3 separate regions of the Mus musculus genome follow, and all the other regions are linked to region 1. Evidence: chromatin contacts called from public Hi-C and HiChIP or PLAC-seq data. All regions are on one chromosome and are shown on one strand. The core of a region is the stretch at or near the end of the contact, and the rest is flanking DNA. Distances in the headings are between cores, read along the strand shown. Region 1 has its middle 50 kb from the start of Gm46260. Region 2 has its middle 72 kb from the start of Gm39826. Region 3 has its middle 27 kb from the start of Gm39826.

Evidence for each region. Hi-C and Micro-C count contacts between places; a contact is called where the count stands out from the background. HiChIP or PLAC-seq counts read pairs in DNA pulled down with a chosen protein or histone mark.
Region 2: a contact with region 1 is called in a Hi-C map of cortical neurons, with 1.8 times the contacts expected there. The contact joins two enhancer-like sites. A contact is called at or near these places in 6 of 484 Hi-C or Micro-C datasets (cerebral cortex, cortical neurons, forebrain and 1 more) and 1 of 115 datasets of contacts at active chromatin or transcription factors (VIP interneurons).
Region 3: an H3K27ac HiChIP or PLAC-seq map of VIP interneurons shows a contact between it and region 1, with 6 times the contacts expected there. The contact joins two enhancer-like sites. A contact is called at or near these places in 1 of 15 datasets of contacts at CTCF or cohesin (the NIH/3T3 cell line), 2 of 484 Hi-C or Micro-C datasets (cerebral cortex and embryonic stem cells) and 1 of 115 datasets of contacts at active chromatin or transcription factors (VIP interneurons).

Annotation. Positions count from the first base shown.
Region 1 is chr11:56,167,935-56,172,083 of GRCm38.p6, forward strand. No RefSeq gene overlaps it. Among named protein-coding and RNA genes, the nearest start is that of Gm46260, 50 kb to the left of the region's middle. Within about 2 kb of position 1,872, at least 23 of the 459 cell types and tissues checked have an H3K27ac peak or open chromatin away from gene starts, as enhancers often do. A contact at or near this core is called in VIP interneurons, cerebral cortex and cortical neurons, where this site is marked.
Region 2 is chr11:56,796,608-56,800,756 of GRCm38.p6, forward strand. No RefSeq gene overlaps it. Among named protein-coding and RNA genes, the nearest start is that of Gm39826, 72 kb to the left of the region's middle. Within about 2 kb of position 1,929, at least 4 of the 459 cell types and tissues checked have an H3K27ac peak or open chromatin away from gene starts, as enhancers often do. A contact at or near this core is called in cortical neurons, where this site is marked.
Region 3 is chr11:56,751,911-56,756,059 of GRCm38.p6, forward strand. No RefSeq gene overlaps it. Among named protein-coding and RNA genes, the nearest start is that of Gm39826, 27 kb to the left of the region's middle. Within about 2 kb of position 2,076, at least 27 of the 459 cell types and tissues checked have an H3K27ac peak or open chromatin away from gene starts, as enhancers often do. A contact at or near this core is called in VIP interneurons and cerebral cortex, where this site is marked.

The DNA of each region.
Region 1 (4,149 bases), core at 622-3,121:
AAATGGAGCTGAGCTTTGACCCCCTGGCTAAGAATGGGTACTTCTGCATCTGGGCTATGAGTGTTAGCAATTGATGCCATCTAACTTCAACAAAAGTGAATATAACTGAGCTTTCTGCTGCCATAATTCTTGTATTGTATATTAATCACCTGCCTGTCCATTTGTGAGGTGGAGTTGTTCCATTTCCTCATCTCTGTATGTGAGGAGGGTTCCAGTGAATGATGGAGGAATTGTGCTCCTCCACAGAAATTTACAATGTTTGAAGCGCATTTTGCTCACGTTCGTCTCTTTATAGAGGAAGGAGAAGTCACCTTTAATTGAGCTTTTTTTGGTGACCTGGTAATAACACCAGATCTGAGGCTATTCTCTTTTGACTGTGTTCACACGCAGATTCATGTCAGGTGATGTGAATGCCCAGTTCAGGACCTAAGGATCCGTCCTGACTTACTGCTGTGGGCAAAGGTTGGTTTTCAGAGTGAATCAAAGCTTCCTTCCTTGGCGGGTAGCTTAGATTGTGTTACAGAAATGGTCTGAGGATGTACTAAGCAATTCTGTAATGTTTGGAACCGGAAATCCAGTGCAGATGGGCCTTTTTTTTAAAGAAAATGTTAAAAAAAGGAGGTAATTTTGACTGTAAATGTCATTATGAAGCTCACTGCTTTGTATAATGAATATAGACTAATAATTTTTTTAAAGATTTATTTTTGGGGACTGGAGAGGTTGCTTATCTTTCAAGAACACTGGAAGCTTTCATAAAGCATATGGGTTTGTTTCCCAGCATGCATGGGGGAGCTCACAACTGTCTATAGCTCTAGCTCCAGGGGATACAATGTTCTTTTCTGGTCTTCATGGACACGTATGTGTGCTTGGTCCTCATACATAAACTCAGGTCCCCATACTCCTTTCAAAGAAGATTTAACTTTTTATTGTGTGCGTGTGTGTGTGTGTGTGTGTGTGTGTGTGTGTGTGTGTGACTGAATGGTACTTGCAGAGGTCAGAAGACAGCATCCATATGATACTCTGGAATTAGAATTAGAGGTAGCTGTGAGCCACTTGATATGAGTACTGGGAACAGAACTTGGGTGCTCTGCAACAGCAGTGGGCAGTCCTATATGCTGGGCCATCTCTCTAGACCCTGGTAAAACATTAAAATAAAGAGATGCTTTATAAAACCCAAAGGAGAAGCCAATCCCATCATAAAGTGGAAGAAGCTGAAGGGAGGGGATGGGGTCTCATTGACCCCCGTGGATCTAAGGTTCTGGGGTAGAATGTTGGCGCTGTCCATTTTTGGTTTCATAATAGGATGCATGATTGCATTCAAAGTACAGACACTGTGGTTTCTGATATTATTTTTGTCCCTGCTGAGATCAGAAAAAACAGTGATTTTCACTAAAAGCCCAACAACAGTTCTCTCCTCTACAACTCTAAGCCTCACCAATGGCAGTTCCTAGGTATTTTTCTCTCTCCTCTCTGCACTGACACTCTAATCATGATGATGGTAGTTTAAATAAAGCAGTAATAACGACTCACAAGAAGCTCTCAGTCCCCGGACTAGAAGAAAAGATGCCGCATTTGGGACTCTTAGGGTCTAACAAGGATGATTTTCTTGCTGTTGACTTATATGAAAGAGCTTATTGAGTAGGTTGGTGACAGCTCAGAGGAAACTGAAATGTATGTGAACAGTGGAGTCGACATCTGAGAACGCCCCTGTGTTGTTCACTGGAGGCAAGAAACATAGACTGCAGATTGTAGCAACTGCTAGACAAAGGGTGCTTACCAATATTGCTGGGCGAGCCTAGCACACACTGCTGTGGGCGAGCAAGGAGAGCTGGCTCGGACCTGGAGAGAACCCAAGTATCAGCGAGCAGCCATCTGGAGGATTCAGGCCTTCACAATGTGGCAATCAGATTCTCTTAAGAACTGATTGCTGGGCTTGTTAACTGGGAGGAACTGCGAGCAGTGTGTCTAATCATGGCCCGAGAACAACTTCTAGTAAATACGGACTTAGGAAGGAAAAACACTGAAGGCATCAATCTGCATCTATTGTGTCCGAAAAGGTCAGCGGCTCACTCCTTCCTTCCTGAGCTCTACAGCCCTCAGCCCTCGCCAGTGTCTACCTTCTGCTTTCCATAGCTAATTCCTGCTCTTTGGATCCTGTTTGCAGAGGGATACCAGTGGCTTAGAGAGCAGGGAAGGGTAATGGGATGTGTACCTTGGAGCTGGCTGTAATTAGTGCTTATGTTTGGGGAAGCACGGCATCCCTGGATGAGGAGTTACTGTAATTCAGGTGACAGACTGAGAAATATTCCCAGCTCATTTTTAAAGCATGGCACAGCTAAGGAGAATGAACATAATATCCCTCAAGTCAGGTTACAGGACAAACTGGAGGCATCTGCTTATACTCATGATCCCAGGAGTCCTTGGGAGTAGATGAGGGATGAGGGATGAAGGATGAGGGATGAGGGATGAGGGATGAGGGATGAGGGATGAGGGTCTTTTGAAGTCATAGGTTTAGGACCTTGCTGGGCAGCAACAGAAGCTGAGAATTCTATCCCCAAAATGAAAATAGAGAACTAATAGGTATGTGGTACCTAAGGTTCTGGCCAAGAAATGTAGTAGATAGCTTCAAAGTCATATCGAATATTGCTCATTCTCTCTCTCTCTCTCTCTCTCTCTCTCTCTCTCTCTCTCTCTCTCTCTCCCTCTCTCTCTCCCTCCCTCTATCTCTTAAGAGACTACATAATGTTATTTACACATACATGGGCTTGAATTTTGAATTATCTCTGTAGCCATCCTTCTACTGACATCATTACTTGCTTCCCTCTCTCTTACAACCACCAACCACTCCAGCTCCAGGGGATCTGATGCCCTCTTTTGGCCTCCAAGGAAAACATGCACGCAGACTTATGAAATTAAAAATAAAAACTGAAAACAAGGAAGCATTTTATTCCCTAGTATTTCTTTCTGTAGTTTCTTATCCATTTTGTTTTCGTTTCCCAGATTCCAAGCACAGGAGGAAAACCTGTGGTATTTGTCTCTGCAGGTCTTGCTTATTTCATGTAGCATGAACCTTCAGTTCCATCCATTTTCCTGCTAATGAGAAAATTTCATTCTTCTTTGTGGCTGAGCAAAAAGTCCCCTGTGTCTATGTACCAAATCTGATCCCCACATTCTCTGATGAGCTCCAAAGGCTAATTTCATAGTTTAGCTATTGTGGATCGCTCTGTAATAAACATGGCCACTCTTTTACAGGGCAGAAAACAGCAACCCAGGACTGTACAGAGAAACCTGTGGTCAGCCTATGAGTAGGTAAACTTGGAGCCTGGTCAGCCAAACAACTTTTTGTTGGCAGGGTTTTTGTGTGTGTGTGCTTCCTAAATTTAATGTTAATCAGAGCCAATCTTGACAGGCCCATCCTTTAGGGAACTTTTAGTCTAAAGATAAAAAAAGAAAAGGGTATTGATGATGATGGTGACACATGATTCTGGGAGTGGAAATGTAGCTTGGGGGTTGAGTGCATGAGCACGTACCGCTCTATAGAGGACCTGAATTCAGTTTCCAACACTCAAATCAGGCAGGCATCTCACAACCACCAGCCACTTGTAACTCCAGTTCCAGGCAATCTTATGTGATCTTCTGGCCTCCAAGGAAAACTTGTGTGTGCACATGCACGTGTACACACACACACACACACACACACACACACACACACACACAGAGAGAGAGAGAGAGAGAGAGAGAGAGAGAGAGAGAGAGACATATGAAATAAAAAATAAAAACTGAAAAAAAGGAAAAATCCACACAGTCCACACGATCTGTATCTGAGAGAAGGGGAGGAAGAAGGAGAACGGAGGGGGGGAGGGAGGGGAAGGGAGAGGGGGAGGGAGAGGGGGAGGGGGAGAAGGGAGAGAAGGGAGAGAATGAAAAAGAGTGAGAAAATCTGATTAAAATATAATTGCCAAGGTTACAGTTTAGTGGTGGCACAGGAAGCAGTGGGCAATCCATTTCAATTACTTTTTAAAAAATGACATCTCATGTTGAAGTACATCACACAGATATGGGTTTCCATTTCTCATTTTGCCCTGAGAAAGCCAAGCATCCCGACTACCTCCAGTCACTTATTCGCTCTCCTCCTACCAATGACGTTTT
Region 2 (4,149 bases), core at 679-3,178, 630 kb after region 1:
AGAGAGAGAGAGAGAGAAGAAGCAGAAAGAAGAGGAGGAGGAGAAGAAGAAGGGACGATCCAGATGCCTTGAATCCCAGTGTTTAGGAGGAAGAGGCACGTGGATCTTTGTGGGTTTTAGGGCAGTCTGACAGACAGCAAATTACATAGAGAGGTCCTATCTCAAAAGTACAAAATACAAAAAAAAGTGGTACATATTCAAAATGGGATTTTTACCCACCATACAGAAGGATTAAATCAGGACCATGTCAGAGAAATGGATGGAGCTGGAAATTATTTGTTTAAAGTGAAATCAGCCTATGTTGGAAAGACAACTACTAAGCTTTCTTAAGTGCTCGGCCTGGGTTTTGATTTGTATATGTATGTATATATGGGAGTGGCGCAAAAAGAGGTCTGAAACCATGTGGCAGGGGAGAATAAAAGACCCTAATGAAGCCCATTGCACGGTATGATGACTTTTAAAATTAGTGTGGCTATTAACAAAGCAGCCTAAATGTTGATATACTATCAGCATGTAGTCATTGACCACAGTGACAGAGTTCCTACCTAGTATTTTCATTCAAGTGTGTCATCCACCTGGACCACAATCATCCCCAAGCTCCTTATGGACTCCTCCCTACTCCAATTTATCCCACAGACTCACTTCTGTTTCACATCAGATTACACATGCGCGTGTGTGTCTGTGTGTGTTTCTGTGTGTAACCAAAATCAAGGATTCCAAAATGAGAAAACATGACATTTGTTTTTCTGCATTTAGATTATATTATGTAATATGATGGCTTCCATTTGTTTTCATTTATCCTGAAACACAGTACAATGCTGTTCTTCCTTGTGGCTGAATGAGACTCCAATGTGGATTCAGCCCCCATTCTCATTATCCACTCTTTTGCTGATGGACATCTAGGCTGGTTCCATAACTTAACCATTGTGGTGAGTTCTAGTACAAGCACACATATGTGAGCATCTAGGTGAGATGTTCATTGAGAGTCCTTGGGGCACACTCAGGAGTGTTTTGGCTAAGCCAGATTATAGTATAGATGGTTTTGATCAATCTGGCTTAATTGTGATTGAAATTCATTTAGTCTTTTAGTTCGATGTTTTAAATGGAAAGACCAAGGCCCAGAGAGCGAGAGTCTGCGTAGCTTCATAGAGCTCATGATAAGCAGAGCAGGAGTCACAATAAGACTCTGGTTTCTGGTATTTAGAGAATAACTTCAATGTCAAAAACTATTTGCCTGGTGATAGCTGTGATATTGACCCCCAAACATTATTAATCACAAAAATACTTTCTCCCCTCTACAGTGAGTATCAAGTGCCAGAGAGGTGAGCTTGTTCCTATTACTGCCCAGGCCACTATTACATTAGGCCACTTTAAGCATTTTGTCATTTATTTAAAACTTTAAGGCCGCATCATATGCTCAGCCTGGAGGCAGAGTGAAAACGGATACTCAGGGTGTGCTAGATTCAATTACTGGTTTATTGTGTGTGGTTTGGTCTATTATAAATCAATCCACATAATACGGACTTCTCAATAGCCTTAGAGATGTTTTTGTTGTTTTTTTTTTCAATTTTGTAAAGGAAACAGTAACAATCTATGGACAAATCACAATGTCAACCTTTATTAGAAAAACCCTCTGAAAATATTCTGCTCCGAGCTCTGTCTGGATACTCAGATGTTAAAATAATATTTTTGGCTATATTGAACATGGCTTAATAACATGTTAGGAAATTAGTCATTGAATTCTAGCCATCCTAAGGCATAGATTTTTTTTCCACACAGACTGAGCCCAGTTCTCTCTTAGGCAGCAAATCTTAGGAGGCCCCTGAAAGGGACCAGAAGCTTTCAAGGGATGCTCCAGAGGGGGCCACTTCCCTGGTGTGGTTCTCAGGAGCTTCAGGGATGCTGTGCAGCTGTGATCCTCCCCATCACAGCTATTGTCTGCAGCTTCTCTTGGCTTAGTCAGCCAATTACACAGCAGCCAGACCATTTTGGCTCTGTAAGAAGTTTGGACTTCACTGCATCTCTGCCTTCTTCTCCTTTCAAGCTATTTCCTCTCTTTCTTCCTCCCCTAATTAGGGAAGTTTATAAGCACAAGCAGCTGTAGAGTGAATCGTTTCTAAGAATTCAAGCTGAGAAACCTTTTTCTCCTAGGCAACATTTCATAATTTTAACTTCTGTAGAGACAAAACCATGTTTGTATGGTAAGTATGTGTGTGTGTGTGTGTGTGTGTATAGTGTGTGTGTGTGGGGGGGTGTGGTTTAGTTTTGTTTTGAAACAAATGTAGTCCAGGATGCCGTTGAACTCACAACTCTCTGCCTCAGCTTTCCAATGAACACAAATCATGATACCAGTAACACCATCTTGAGCTCTGACTTTCATTCCCTTTCATTGTCTTTTTCTGTGGCTTTTGTCCAATCATTATGTTTTCCAAAGCCTGACTTAGATGTGGTCCCTACCTCTAGAAACTCTGTCCTCTTTTTGATGTTCCATTCACCTTCAAGAATTTCAGTCCTGTGTTTACCACATGCAGAGGGATTATCCTGGATTGGCCTACTCACCCAAAGGTAGAGATCTAAGGGATTCTTTCAAAGCAACACTGGCGTTTCCAAATGGAACCAGACAGCACACAGCTAACTACCAAAGACTGAATAATTAGTTTTAGTGGCAGATGAAGTGATTTGGCCCATGATTCATTAGGAATGAAGAAACACACACACACACACACACACACACACACACACACACACACACACACCATAATAAGATCATACATTCTCCATAATAAGATCACTGGACACTCAGAAGCAAGAGCAAATTATTTTATGACTTTGCAAAGTTGGCTGTAGACAACAGATTAAGAATGGCAGGGTGTGCTGCAGCAATACAAAAACAGATTTTATAGACAGGTCCCTCCATTCTTTTTCTCATGGGCTGAGTAATAAAGTAAAATCCCACAAATCACCTGCCACTCCTCTTTGTCTGTTTCTCAACAAACAGTCTGCTTGGATTCACCTCTATATTTTACTGGTGTGTGACATTATTCCTGGAGTTGTATGAACAAATGTCTGCTCACCACATATAGACAATTGTTGATCAATATTACCAAGCTCCAACTTGGTGAGCCAATGATTTATTGGAATTACTTATAGGAATGTGGGTGGGTGAGGAACTGCTTACAGGAGCAGAAATTGCTCAGAGACCACTGTATCACCAAAGCCCACCATGGTGTGGGTAAAATCTAATGAACGCTGAAAACCAGGGACACACTGAACAGCCTACAGGCAGCTCGACAGGTTGGAAAGCATCCTTTCTAGAGTCTCAAGTGGCCTGAGCATCTTCCAGGCAGCTCAGCTGATCTCTGACTGTTTAGATGGTTCAGCTTATCTGGAAGTGTTTCTCAGAAGTCCTTACTGCACATGTCTGCTTGAATGGTAATGGTCTAGGGAATCTGATCAGTTTCAGGGACTTCCTGGTACTATTGCATTGTTCACTTCCTGAGCTTAAGCAGCTCTCCTGAAATGTAAAATGTTTACATCTCGTAAGACATTGAGTGAATTATTAAATCGTTATAATAAACTATGGGAGCAGAGCACTCAGAATAAGAAATCACAGGCAGACTGACATTTATGATCTAGGAAGTGAATTGATATGTCCATTAGTGGCCACCAAGAAGCTCGATGCTTACTCAATTCTAAGCACTGAACCCAGTGTCCAGATTCCTAGCTCTAAGTTCTTTCAATCACCATAATGTCTTCCGTGAGAACATCCAAAGTGTTAAAAATGCCTTCTAATCTGAAACCCAACTCAGTCCCTCTCCAGCATGAGCAGAGTTGTGTGTTCATTTCTTTTTTTTTTTTTTTTTTTTTTTTTTTTTTTTTTTTTTCCATTTTTTATTAGGTATTTCGCTCATTTACATTTGCAATGCTATACCAAAAGTCCCCCATAGCCACCCACCCCTTCTCCCCTACCCACCCACTCCCCTTTTATGGCCCTGGCGTTCCCCTGTACTGGGGCATATAAAGTTTGCGTGTCCAATGGGCCTCTCTTTCCAGTGATGGCCGACTAGGCCATCTTTTGATGCATATGCAGCTAGAGTCAAGAGCTCCGGGGTACTGGTTAGTTCATAATGTTGTTCCACCTATAGGGTT
Region 3 (4,149 bases), core at 826-3,325, 580 kb after region 1:
ATATGTATTTGTTAACAAACTTTATACATCTGAAGAGGCCTAAGAAAAAGAGGCCTGAACAGGAGCTGCTGGGGTAGGGGGTAGCCCATGTAAGCCCTCAAGCCAGCTGGTTAATCTCCCCATCCTTGATCTGGCCTGCTGGCTCTCATTTGCCTCTGATGTAAGCCATAAGTAATTAAATCACAGCCCTGGCTCTCTGTTGCTAAAACGGACCGAGTTTTAAAATAGATGCCCTGGCAGACTCTTATGGGTCTGGGCTTTTCATCCAGTTCTGATAAGCTCCTTGCTACCCACTGTTCCTCTCTCCTCTGCTAACTGCAGTCTGTGAGCTGGTCCTTTGGATCTCAGCGATGCAGGCAGCAACGGCGGGTCATACCAGAGCCAGAACACATCACTAAGATTCTTAGTCCAGGAGGAGATGGGGTTAATCTTCACGTTGGATAAACTTGCCAACCTAGAGCCACCCAGCAAACTGTATGATTTTACAAAATCTGCAGCAGTAACAGGAGCCTACAGCTGGAGTCTTAGCTTGGCACTAAGCTATCCACTTTTTCTCTCTGGTTTTGAAAGGAATTTAGTAAGTACATGTCATTATCAATGGGGAAAAAAAAGATTCACACAGAGAACCACGAACACTCCTTGGGTTCTTTCTGTGCCAACAGTAATTAATGGGTAACCAGAGTTCACTATGTCCTGGGTTCTAAGCTAAGGTCACCCTTACTTAGGAGCACAACATTATCTCATTCTGTCTTCTCAAAACTGCCCACACTTCACACTCAGAGGTGAGAGCTGGAAGCTTCACACCTAGAGCGCACACACCACCAAGTTCTGAGCCCCGGGCCTTGCCACAGAAGCTTGCCTCTGAATGACGGCTGTGTCAGTCTCCTGGGTCAGAGTCTGCTCATTGTTCTGCTCATTTGGCTTGGAGAGCCTTGTACCTGTCTCTTCCTCCTGTCCATCAAAACAGCACCTGGGCACCTGTCAAATGCTCAAGCATCCTCCCCAGGCCTCAGAAAGCAGAAGCTAACCACCCCCCATGCTACCCAAAGAAAGCACACAAGAATGCTCTGACCTTGTGGGATCCCTTGTAGACATAACTCTTGGAATTAGGAATGCCTTTCAGGGTCTGGGGAGATGGCTCAGTTAGTAAAGTCCTTGCTGGACAAGCATGAGATCTGTGTTCGATATTCAAATCTCATTTGAAAAAGCCTGGATTAGTGATGCACCCTTAGTCCCAGCATTAGGGGTGGGGAAGCTGGATCTTTAAGGTTTCCTGTCTATGTAATTCAGCCTAACTATCAAGTTCCAGGATAGTGATAGAACCTGTCTCACAAAACAAGGGGACAGCTCTTGAGGAGTGACACCCAAGGTAGACCTCTGGCTCCCATCTCACATACACACTAGTATATGTACCCACACAGAGAGATGTATCTACACATGATCACATGTTCTCTCTCTCTCTCTCTCTCTCTCTCTCTCTCTCTCTCTCTCTCTTTCTCTCTCTCTCTCCATGAATATTCAGTCAAATATTCTGAGTTACTAGAAAAGAAACTGAGGCTTAATAGGTGACTCGACCCATCCAAGTTCTAGAGCCTTGAAAGCTACAGCAGGCTCTTATGCTCTGGACAAAAGTACAGGGGAGAAAATGAAAGCATCTCTCACCTTACTCCTCTTCCTGGTCTCATTGTCCTCACCAAGCCCCATCCTAGGTCTTAGTTCCTAGGGAACTGCTGTTCTACATGCAAACCACCAAATGACCACAGGGATGTGGGTGATTTTGGGTCATCACCATGGTGCATTTCTTACTCTTATTAGATTTGGATCCAGTCAGGAAGATGGAAGAAAAGGAATTACATTCAGAGAGTTGGTATTTTTCCTCCTGTTAAATTGAGCTGTGGGAGGTATGATATGCTGAACTGGTACATTTTAAAAGACAAAACCCCTAATGTTTTAAGGAGTGTTTTCTCCCCATTAACATGTTGCTTAGCAACATTTTTACAATATCAGCAGCTGTGTGACTTGGAGCTGAATGAATGTCTAGAAATGCAGAAAGAACCAAACAGGGGAACGCAGGGCCCTGGTAGCATGCTGCCTTTGTTAGGGAAGATGGGGGTGTCCTCCAACATGGGACACAGGCGGCCCGTGCTTCCTTCCAATTCAGTTAGACATTGTCAGCTGACCACTTTGAGAGTTGGGTTCTGGTTTTAGCTACATAAATTTTTACCAATTTTTATGTGATGAAAAGCTTCAAATACATACAAAAATAGAACAGTGTTATGAACTCTTTTATATCTATTACAAAGCATTAACATTTTGCAATTCACGGCCCATCTTCTTTTACTTATTTTCCCTACTTCATCTTCTTTAGAAGTCAAGATGTATCGAATATCTATCATTTCATCCATGAATATGTCTTATGTCAGTCTCAGGAAGGAAGGGCTTTGTAAAAATAAAGCACAATTATGTCATCCCATCAAACCAAAAGTTACCAGCTTGTCTTGTGATGTCACCGAAGGATGAATGAGAGAGGCAGCTTCCAACTCTCTGGGGTTTCTCATTTACATTACAGGGAAGACCTCAGTAAGTGAACAAGGCGGTCACTTCTCTGTGCCTCCACTTCACTTGATCATCATCATCATCATCATCATCAACAACAACAACAATAACAACAACAACAACAACACCTGTGTACTATGTCCTGCAAAGCCTCCTGGAATTAGAGTAACACATTTTTGAGGGTTTAGTTTTTATTTACTTACTTATTTATTTCCAAATAATGTTGGTCTTTCCAGACTACTGAGTTTGGTGCTCACAACCAACAGTCTCTAACTCCTGTTCTGATGGCCTCTATAGACACCTTCACAAACACACACACTACAAACACACACACGCGCGCTAACTCCTGTTCTGATGGCCTCTATAGACACCTTCACAAACACACACACTACAAACACACACACGCGCGCGCACACACGCACACACACAATACGTACATATACACACTTCCACACACGCATAAACACCACATGCACACAAAAGAAAAGAAGAAGTAAACTTGATCAGATTGAAAATTGATCTCTTGGTGAAAGAATCAAGCAATGGGATTGAAAGGTCAGCATTGTGCTCTGAGCAGAGAGATGTGAATAACGGACATGTTTTTGCCCAAAAGTGGAGCCTCTGGCATGGCCTTCACTTTCCTTAGCACCTTTACAGTTTGATTTTCAGATGCCACTCATAATATTTTTTTTCCTTTGCTCAGTCCTTCCATCCTTTCTCTATCCCTTGGCTCTCTGAAAGATGTCTTTCTGGAGCCAATAGCATTTTCCTCTCTCTTTTATTAACTACTCAGAATTTTGTTTCTGGTTTTGCTGCTGCTAGTTGAAAGGTACAGTTAAATTTATCCATACGATTGATATGTCTTTTTATTTAATGCTGGTTTTAAAAGACTTTTTTCTTTATAAACATGTGTGTATTTATACATATGTGCATCTGGATGTGGGTTTGTTGAAGTGGACGTAAGCGTGGCAGAGTCCAGAAGCCACGTCAGATCCTCTAGAGCTAGAGTTACAGGCATTTGTGAGCTGTTCCATGTGGGTGCTGGGAACTGAATCCCAGGTCGTCTGCAAGAGAAACAAATGCTCGTAACCACAGAGCCATCTCACCAGCCCCTAAAATGCCAAACTCAATTATTTAGATTAATTTAAAAACCCTATGTGTGCATGTATGTGTCTGTCTATGGGTTTGTGCACCAGTGAGGTTTATTTCTTCTATGCTCTTTCATAGATATACCTCAAAGATGTTGATTTGAAAACATGATTTATTAAATTTATTCTTCTGTATTCTTAATTCACATATTAATGAAAATGTATGTTGCTATTTTATTCATTACTTTTGTGTCTTTCCTACCCTGCTTTATGTAATGCCCTTAGACCTTATTTATTTATCAGAGTTATTTTATGTTCTTTCTCAGCAATAAAAAACACAGAACTATATGGCACCATCTTTAGCTTCACCTCATTTCCTTCTGGCAGCTAAGTGAAAGATTCCTTTATTCCTAATCAGTGATGGCACGGCAACACTCAGCTTGTTCTTCATGGGCCCTGCATGTTCTCCTTCTACTTTTTAAAACAGCATCTATGATTTCACCTC